Linked DNA regions of Sus scrofa: region 1 is linked to region 2. A link is a contact called in public Hi-C data. All regions are on one chromosome and are shown on one strand. Each heading gives the region's core, a stretch centred on a gene start, on an enhancer-like site or on the middle of the called end of the contact. The rest is flanking DNA. Distances are from core to core; before and after follow the strand shown. Region 1 holds the start of NFATC4 (nuclear factor of activated T-cells, cytoplasmic 4). Region 2 holds the start of SDR39U1 (epimerase family protein SDR39U1).

Region 1 (4,554 bases), core at 1,466-3,965, 79 kb after region 2:
AGCTGGTAGCAGATTCTCTTCTGAAATGCCCAGGGAACACAACCAAGACCTTTTTTCAAACCTATCCCTTCCTTGACCCTCCTGCCCCCAGAGTGGGGTGGCTGGACACAGCAGTGGTGCAAGTCACAACCCTCACCTGAAGATTGGGCTGTGTCCCCCAATCCGGGCCTTAGACCAAGCCAGTGGGGAGGGCACTGCCAGGTAGTCCATGCCTGCCACCTCCTTCCGAGGACCCCCGGGAGGAGCCCCGGCCTCCTCTACTCCTGAAGGCAGCTTCCCGTTGCATGGGGCAGGTTCCTCAGCCCGAGGCAGGGCCACCGCCTGCTCGCTGGAAGTCCTCCGGGTCTTCTGGGGGATGCTCTCTGCTGGTGGGGCTCCCACGTAGTCAAAAGGGCCGGGGGAGCCAGGGTCCCGGACCAGAGGCAATGGGGGTGGTGGAGGTGGCTCAGGCCCCTCCTCCCCTAGGCTGCCTCGGCGGGACAGAGCTGGGGAGGCCGAAGATGGGGTTCCTGAGCTGGAATAGCGCCGCTTGCCACAGGGAGAGGCAGGTCTTGGGGAGGCGGGGGTGGGCCCAGGAGCGCTGAGGAGTAGCCAGCTATCCTCTGGCCCCCGGCCTCCAGGGCTCGGACCATACAGGCTCCAGGGGTCATCTGGGGTCCACGGCCTAGGGGAAGCCCGGGGCGAGGGCAGTGGAGAGCCCAGACCAAAGCGGGAGGCTGCCTCATTTAGCTCAGACTCCACCTCATCACAGGCTGCATACAAGGCTGCCTCGTCGGAGGCGTCTGAGAAGAAGCTCCAGGAGGACAGGCTGCTGCTGCCTGGGCTTGGGCTGAAGAAGGGGCCTCCGCCCTGGCCCCCTGCCTCTCGGTAGCCTCCAAAGCCTTCTGGTGGGGGGTAATCCCTGGGGGAGCCTTCCCCCCAGGCATCTGGATTGTCCTCCAGCGTGGCTGGTGGGTCAGGAGTGGGAGAGATGGAAGTGATGCGGATGCTGGGGCACTCAAGAACGCGGCCTCCCCCAGCCCCACCGGAGCTCCCTCCCGGCCCCCCCAGCCTCACTGACCGGGCTGGCTGGCTCTCCCAAGTGCCAGGAGAGGGGGCTGGGCGGGGTGGTGGGGAGTGCATGCCAGGCCGAGGGGGTGGAGGCCGGGGAATGCCAATAGGGGTGGCGCCATAGGGAGGGGGCTCCCCCAGGGCCAGACGGCAGCATGGTGGGGTGTCCTCTGAGTCCAGTTCTGTCAAAATAGAAAGGGAAGGGGACAGAGAGAGGGATGACACAGGAGAGGGGGAGAGAGAGAAGCAGGTGAGATGTCTAGGTTCTTTGAGTGCACAGCCTCCCAAATCCTGTATGCTACCCCCTCCTCAGCAAAGAGGAGTCTCTGAGATGCCCTTCAGAGCCACAAGACAAAGCAAAGTTGGACGTGGGAAGGTGGATACAGATCCACGCACGCCAGGCTCAGGGAACCTCACGGTCTGAGCTCCTGGCCCTGGGACCTGGGGTACCAGACGGGGCGGGTCTTAAGGTGAGGGAGGCGGGTTGAGAGCGGCTGGAGCTGGGCCTGGAGGCGTGTTTAAGGGAAGCGTTGGGCTGGGCTGGGGGCGACTCACACATGAACCCAATTAGCAGCGGTTCCCAAACCCCCAAACGGCGCTGGCAGGAGCCCCAGTTGCCATCGCAACGGTGGCCGGGGGAAGGGGGGCGCCAGGGCCGTGATGACGAGTGGTGGTGGCTCCTCCCTCGCTCCCCCCAATCTGGGGGCGGGGGTGCAACCGAGGGGGTGCAGTGCGCCGGCCGGGCGAGGGCGGGGTTGGAGGGGGGGGCGCAGGCTGTGCGGATTCGTGCGAGCGGCCGGCCGCCGCCCCCGGCTCGATCCCCGCCATCTGCCTCTCATTGCGGCCAGACAGGGGAGGGGGAGGGGAGCCCTGGCGGGGCCTGAGAGCGCCCCCAGCCCCCGGCGTCTAGGCTGCGGGCCTAGGGATCGGTCCCCAAAGGGCAACCTCTAGAGCCCAACCTCCCTTTCCCTGGCGGCGCCTCGGGCTCTCGGGACCGCTGTTCCCGCCCGCCCCCATCCAGTGACAGTCGGCGGAGCCGAGCGAGAGGCGGCGCGCAGCCAACAGCACCCCCACCCCCACCCCAGTCACGACCTAAAAAGGAGAAAGTGGTGCCCGGCCCCCAGCCTCACCTCCACAGATCCTCGAGCCCTGGGACTCCCCTCAACCTCTGGCCCCCTCATCTCTCACCCCAGGCTCTCTACCTTAAAGTCCCCAGCTTCGGGATCCCCTCGCCCGTCCCTCACGAACCCCAAGACCCCTTCCCAGCCCCGCACTAACCTTCCCCCGAACCGCCCGCACCCAGCGGGGGGGCCTCCTTTTCCTCCCCGAACACCAGCTTAAATTCCAGCTCCTCATCCTCGCAGCTCGCTGCCCCCATGGATCCGGCCAAAGCCCCCAGGTCCCGGGCTGGGTGGGAGGGGGGGAGTCTCAGGAGGCTGCAGTCTCTAGACCGGTGGCTCCCTCCCTCCCTTCTCCGAGACGCCCCCTCCTTCGCCGCTGCCGCCTCCCTCTGGACGCCCCCTCGTTATTATAGAAACTTTTCCAAACTTTTTTCCCCAAACTTCTTCAAAGTGCCCCCCCCAGCCTGTCCCTGATTGGCTGCCCGGGATGCTCCAGCCCCGCCTCCAGGGATGAGATGGGAAAACCACGCGCGCCTTGTCCTCCCCCACCCTCCTTCCCTCTGTCCTCTCTCCAGTCCCTCCCCCTCAAAAAAAAAAAAAGAACAAAACTGAATTGGAAAACGGTCCCTCAAGCGTGGTACGACCATAATGATGCCTATTGGCTCGCAGTTATGACAATCATTTCCCGCAGGGAGCGCTACCACCACAATCCCCAACTTAGCCTAAGTTCAGAGGCTCTGGGTCCGAGCGTCTTAAAGGGGCCACATAGTGGGCCCACAATATAGAGGACCCACGGAAGACCTTTTTTAAAGTTCTGGAGAATTGTGCAGCCAGCAACTAACAAGGGAGGACCACCTCTCTCCCCCATTTCCCTCTAAACCTAAGGCCAGGCCGGTTCTGGAGTGCAGCATGGCTCCAGGCTTCTCTGAAGAGGAGCAGGCCATTCCTCTGAAGCTCCCAGCCCTAGGCCCCCCTGACTAGGCCTTCTGGAAGCCTTTGCTCTGCCAAATCAGCCCCTCCACAGGTCATCTCTCCCCGTCTTCCAAAAGTGAAGAATATTTAGCTGTCTCCGGGCACTGTTCAAAGGTCCACGGGCCCATGGGCGATGATCCAGGCCGGGCTTTACCTCTACCCTAGTCTCAGCCACCCAGAGGGAACATTAATTAGCCTCCACGGGAAGTCGGCTCCCTCCTCCCTAGAACTGTAGTCTGGAAAGAATCTCGGATCCGATGGCATCCTGCTCCGGCAATCCTGATAACCCCGGCCAGGTTTACCAGAGCCCCGGAGCCCAGCGACCTGGGGGGCCCCAGGGTTGGACACCTGTCACCTGGGCTGGAGGTGGAAGAAAGACAGAACTGGAGTTTCTAGGAAGGGCAGGCATGGTGGGGCCCTGCTGTATGAGAAGGGGTTCGACTGAGATTCGTGGGGGAGAGGTAACCCTTTCCCCCTAGGCAGACTGTGTGCTTCAAACCTCTCTAACAGGCCTCAGAGATTTTTACTCCAAATCCCTCTGGTTCAGGACCGCGCCACCACCGGTGCCCCAGGCCTGCACCTAAAGGGTTAAGCGACTGGCCCTTGGGTCAGACGTTTACAAACACTCAGGAGCCGGTCGGGGACCGCGCCCCGTACTCTAATGAGAAACAGGCTCGTCGGGGCGGGGGAAGAGGGGAGGGCTGGCCCGGCGGGCCCGAGCTCTGCCGCGGCCGAGGCGGCTCCCCTCCCTTCTCTCCCGTCCTCCCTCTGGCCCGCCCTGGGGACCCCTCCAGCCCCGGGGGACCCCAGTGACGTGCGGAGCTGCCCAGGCGGCGAGCCCAGGGCCACGACGCCGGAGGGGCGGGGAGAAGAAGCGAGGCCGGCGGGGAGAGAAGAATGTTCCGAGGCTGAGCGGGGAGGCGGCCTGGTTTGATTTTTCTTTCTCCCCCCCCCTCCTTTGGTTGGCCTCCTCAGGTTACATTTCCCTTCCAGCTTCATCTCGGAAATAAAGGAAGGAGAGACCCACGGAGGGGGAGAGCGAGGAACATCCTGAGACCGACGGGAAGCCTCCACCTAAGAGGGGGGCAGAAGGAGGTGGGAAGCCCAGGCGAGAAGGGCAGGGGAAGAGACCCCGACGTGGCCCCAGGTCCACCACACGCCGCCCCTACCGCCCCCCACCTCTGCCCCACCTCCGCAGCACAAGCAGACGTGCACATTCTTTTCAAATGTCATATTTCCTTTGATCCTGGGCAGCGTTTCTCCATGTGTCTGGCTCAGCTCCTGCCCAGCCAGCCGCCTCCCCCTCTCACCCCACTTTGTGTATTTTCCTGGAGGTCCCACCCCCTCCTCCCAGCATCTGGAAGGCCCTGAGGGCTGGCGTTGGCGCACATTCCCCTGACGACTCTGGCTT
Region 2 (4,017 bases), core at 445-2,944:
CTCTGTCTATCCTCTCTTATAAAGGGCACAAAGCTCTGGAAGGGATGCCTACCTCACCTTCATAAGGATATCGATGGACCTCTGCCCTCCTGCCTCTGTGATCTAAAGGCATCTGATTTAGCAGACTCTCCTCCCCCTCTTCCCACAACTCCCCATCCCCACCCCCACCCTAACCCAGGCATCACCTCCTGTCAGCCAAACCTCTGGGTTACAAAGCCTGACAAACAACCCACAGGTAGCTTAGTCCCAAGGCACACTTTGTTTTTGGTCCCTAGGGATTTCTTGATTTTTCTAGCTAACTCAACAATGCATTTAAATGAAGATGTGTTCAATTTTATCAGCATATCCAAGAACTTTGTAATAGAGGTGTTTAGGATATATATGCCACGTAGTGTTCCTCACATACATCTTGAAAAGGTCATTCAGCTTGCAGTGTGTGGAACAGTATGGAGAGAAGAAACACACAGAAGCAGAGACCTATAAAGACTATTATAGAAATGTAGACAAAAGAGGACAATACCTTGAAGCAGATTGGTGGTGGCACACATAGAAATAGATGGATCTGAGAAATACTTAGTAAGTAAAATCGATAGGGTTTCAGATATCCAAGAAGAGATATATAGTGGGAAGTTTTTATAAGATTCAGGAGCTCTGAGGCTCTCCCATAGTTGCAAAGAAGATTTGGGAAAAAACTGGAAACTGAATTCACAGATGTAGATGCTTGGGAGAAAGTGCAGAATGGCAAGAGAAGATCCTAGGACCCCGATTTGAGGAATATCAACACTTTAAGACCTTAGAGGAGGTGGAACAAGCAACGGAGACTGAATAAAGCTAGGCAAAAGACCCAAGAGAGAGTGTGACTTTCACTGAGGCGGAGAAATGGACATTTCCAAAGGGAGGGAGGAGTCAGCAAGTGTCCGATGATACAGAAGTTAAGAAAAATGACTGAAAGGTAGGCATAAGTTTTGGTGATGCATGAGAAATTGGTAGTCTTGGAGAGAGGGGCAATAAATGATAAAGGAGAAGCTAGATGGATATGAAGTGGGAAGTAGAAAATGGACACCAGTCTTAAGTTTGACTATGAAGGTGAAGAGTAAAATAGGACATTAGCAGAGAAAGAAGAGAGCTGGAGAAGAGTTAAATCAAGGGGAACTTAAGAACGTTTAAACGCCGGTAGGAATGAGGGAGCTCCCACTGTGGCTCAGCAGGTTAAGAACCTGACTAGTGTCCATGAGGTTGAAGATTCCATCCGTGGCTTTGCTCAGTGGGTTAAGGATCCCGCCTTGCAGCAAGCTGTGGTGTAGGTCTCAGATGCCGCTCAGATCTGCCCCATGCTGTGGCTGTGGCCTAAGGTGCCATTCGACCCCTAGCTTGGGAACTTCCACAGATACTTTAGGTGCTGCCTGAAAAAGAAAAAAATGCCTATGGGAAGGAGCCAGAATGGAGAAGAAAGGTAAAATAATAGGCCAGGTAGAAAGAAATCCATTGTACTGCTGGATGGATTCTCCCGGACTACTGATTCACCTGACTGAATGGACAACCAGAATTCGGCAGCTGGAGCAGCTTCGGGTTTTAAGTCGGTTTTTTTTTCCTACACTAAAACCTCCCCTCCTCAGCCTCCTCCCCATCTTTCCCCGCCCCCTCCATCTATTTCCCTTTCCCCGCCTCCCTTGCTGTGGTCCCTGCCACCCGTTGCAATGAAATGTACAGCCTTCTCCACGAACCCTTCCGGGTCGCCACGCCCAGTCTCAATTCTGCCCGTCCCACTATTGGAGCGCGCTTCCCGAAGAACGCATGCGCAAAAAAGGCTGTCGCGGAGTCCTCGGGGAGGCCAGAGGCTAACTCTTGCGCAGGCGCGTTAGGTCCCGGTCGCTATGCGGGTTCTAGTGGGTAAGGGAGGGCGGGAAGGGGAAGGGGGAGTGGGAGGAGGCAGGTTTGTAAGAGGAAGATGTAGCCAGAGGGTGAGTCTGAGAGAGAGCTCTGTCTCGCATACAGGCAGCCTGACCTTGGCTTCTAAGCCCTAGAAGTCCAATCTCCCTAAGTCCTGTGACCCTTATTACTTCTGCATCATGGGGCGGGGAGGGCGACAAGTAGGGGTTAATCCTGGAGTCAGATGGGAGGGTAGCAGAGGAGGGAGTCACATGCGGGGGGCCTGGGGAGGCTAATCGCTTCGCATTTTCTGATCAGGTGGCGGGTCAGGCTTCATTGGGACTGCCCTAACCCAAATGCTGAAGGCCAAAGGCCACAAAGTGACGTTGGTCTCCCGAAAGCCAGGGCTAGATCGGATCACGTGGGTATGTCCAGCCTCTGGAAGCATGAGGGGAAGGCCTGGTTTGGTGGAGCGAGTCGAGGCCTCGCCGGCAATGTGTGCTTTCTCTAACAGGATGAGCTGGCTTCCTCGGGGCTGCCCCCCTGCGATGCCGCTGTCAACCTGGCAGGAGAAAACATCCTCAACCCCCTCCGAAGGTCAGCCGGGCCCTGAAGCTGACATCCTTGAGAACTGAGAGAGAAGAGGGCCAACTCTGATGAGGTCCTGTGAGCCGTGGAGAAGGGGACTGCCAGACTGAGAACTCCCCCCAGTTCCAGGACTGCGCATTTCCCCACTCCTACCCCTCCACACCCACCTGCCCTTCTTCCCACTCAGCCCGTCCAACTTAGTCCTCACTTGTAACTCAGGATGCCCAAAATAGACGTGCCTTTTCCCTTCATAGGAGAGATTGACCATTTCTCTAAGGGGCAATGCAGGGCTTTGCTAGAAATGGATATGGATGGGAAAGAGAGGGAAGGGTGTGCGCATGTATTAAGAGGCGTTTTATTTCCCCTGTTTTCTCTTGCAGGTGGAATGAAGCTTTCCAAAAAGAGGTTATCAGCAGCCGCTTGGAGACCACGCACATGATGGCTACAGCCATTGCCAAGGCCCCACAACCTCCCCAGGCCTGGGTCTTAGTCACAGGCGTAGGTATGCCCCAAGTTACCAACCCTTTAGACCAGCCAGGGAAAGAGGGGTGCACAGTGAGGAGTGGCTCAGGCCTGAGTGCTGGTCTTTTCCAAGCACAGGAACTACCTGCCCTTGATCCATGCATATTTCTTCTAGCATTTGTGTACTTTCATGAGAAATGGAGACCCTCAAAGAAAGAGGGGGGAGTGGCACTGTTCCCAGTGCCAGGAAAAATCCCACCTACCTCCAAGTCCCTTGTTTCTCACAGCACAGTTCTTTAGAAACAGAATTCTTGATTCTTGTATTTCAACTTTGGGACCAAATAATATATACCAGCCACTAGTCTAAGTATTTTTCACATATTTAATTTATAAAAATTATTATTATGCAGATTAGTATGTAAGATGCCAAAGTTCTGCCCAGAGAGGTTTTGTAATTTGCCCAAAATCAGAGTTAACACATGATGGAGCTCAGATTAAAACTCAGGCAGCCTGGCACCCAGGTCTTTGTTCTTAGCTTCTACACTCTGGCAGCCTCAGCTTAGTCCTAGAAGGAAAGACAAGAGCTCCACAGCAGGTACAGGTCAGCTCATGGAGAAGCTCAAGGGAAAAACATCCATGGCTCTGTCTTCCCATGGGGAGAAGCCAAGGGCCAAAGAGGGTGAAGCCAAGGGGAGCTTGACTGCAAAAGGCCAGGTGGGCCCAAGGACGCCTAGGGCAAACAAGTGCTGTTCCACCGGCAGCTTACTACCAGCCCAGCCTGACTGCGGAGTACGATGAGGACAGCCCAGGAGGGGATTTTGACTTTTTCTCCAACCTCGTCACCAAATGGGAAGCTGCAGCCAGGCTTCCTGGAGATTCAACACGCCAAGTGGTGGTGCGTTCCGGTGAGAACCAGAGGCCTGGGTGTCAAACAGGATTGGAATGTCTTCTCTGGGCTGGGAGGTGGGGGGATGTGGGGATAAGGGAGCTGAGCTTACAGAAGGGGCCCCCACTTCTGGCTAACCTACAGATGGGAGGATGGGACATCCCAAAGAGAACCACACCCCTCACCTGCTACACAGCGAGGTCAACTTGGGG

The links. Hi-C and Micro-C count contacts between places; a contact is called where the count stands out from the background.
Region 1: a Hi-C map of epiblast stem cells shows a contact between it and region 2, with 2.8 times the contacts expected there. The contact joins the promoter of NFATC4 here to the promoter of SDR39U1 in region 2. A contact is called at or near these places in 4 of 5 promoter capture datasets (fetal liver, fetal skeletal muscle, liver and 1 more), 16 of 47 Hi-C or Micro-C datasets (alveolar macrophages, brain, embryonic fibroblasts and 11 more) and 2 of 2 datasets of contacts at active chromatin or transcription factors (alveolar macrophages and skeletal muscle).

What each region holds. Positions count from the first base shown.
Region 1 is chr7:74,926,973-74,931,526 of Sscrofa11.1, forward strand. It overlaps NFATC4 (nuclear factor of activated T-cells, cytoplasmic 4), which reads right to left and starts at 2,716. Exons shown (of 10, transcript XM_013978173.2): 1 at 2,329-2,716; 2 at 137-1,232. The coding sequence starts at 2,428. LOC110261591 (a long non-coding RNA gene) reads left to right here and starts at 2,747. Exons shown (of 2, transcript XR_002345915.1): 1 at 2,747-3,604; 2 at 4,137-4,457.
Region 2 is chr7:74,849,355-74,853,371 of Sscrofa11.1, forward strand. SDR39U1 (epimerase family protein SDR39U1) reads left to right here and starts at 1,695. Exons shown (of 6, transcript XM_013978164.2): 1 at 1,695-1,853; 2 at 2,188-2,294; 3 at 2,384-2,466; 4 at 2,838-2,959; 5 at 3,681-3,824. The coding sequence starts at 1,703.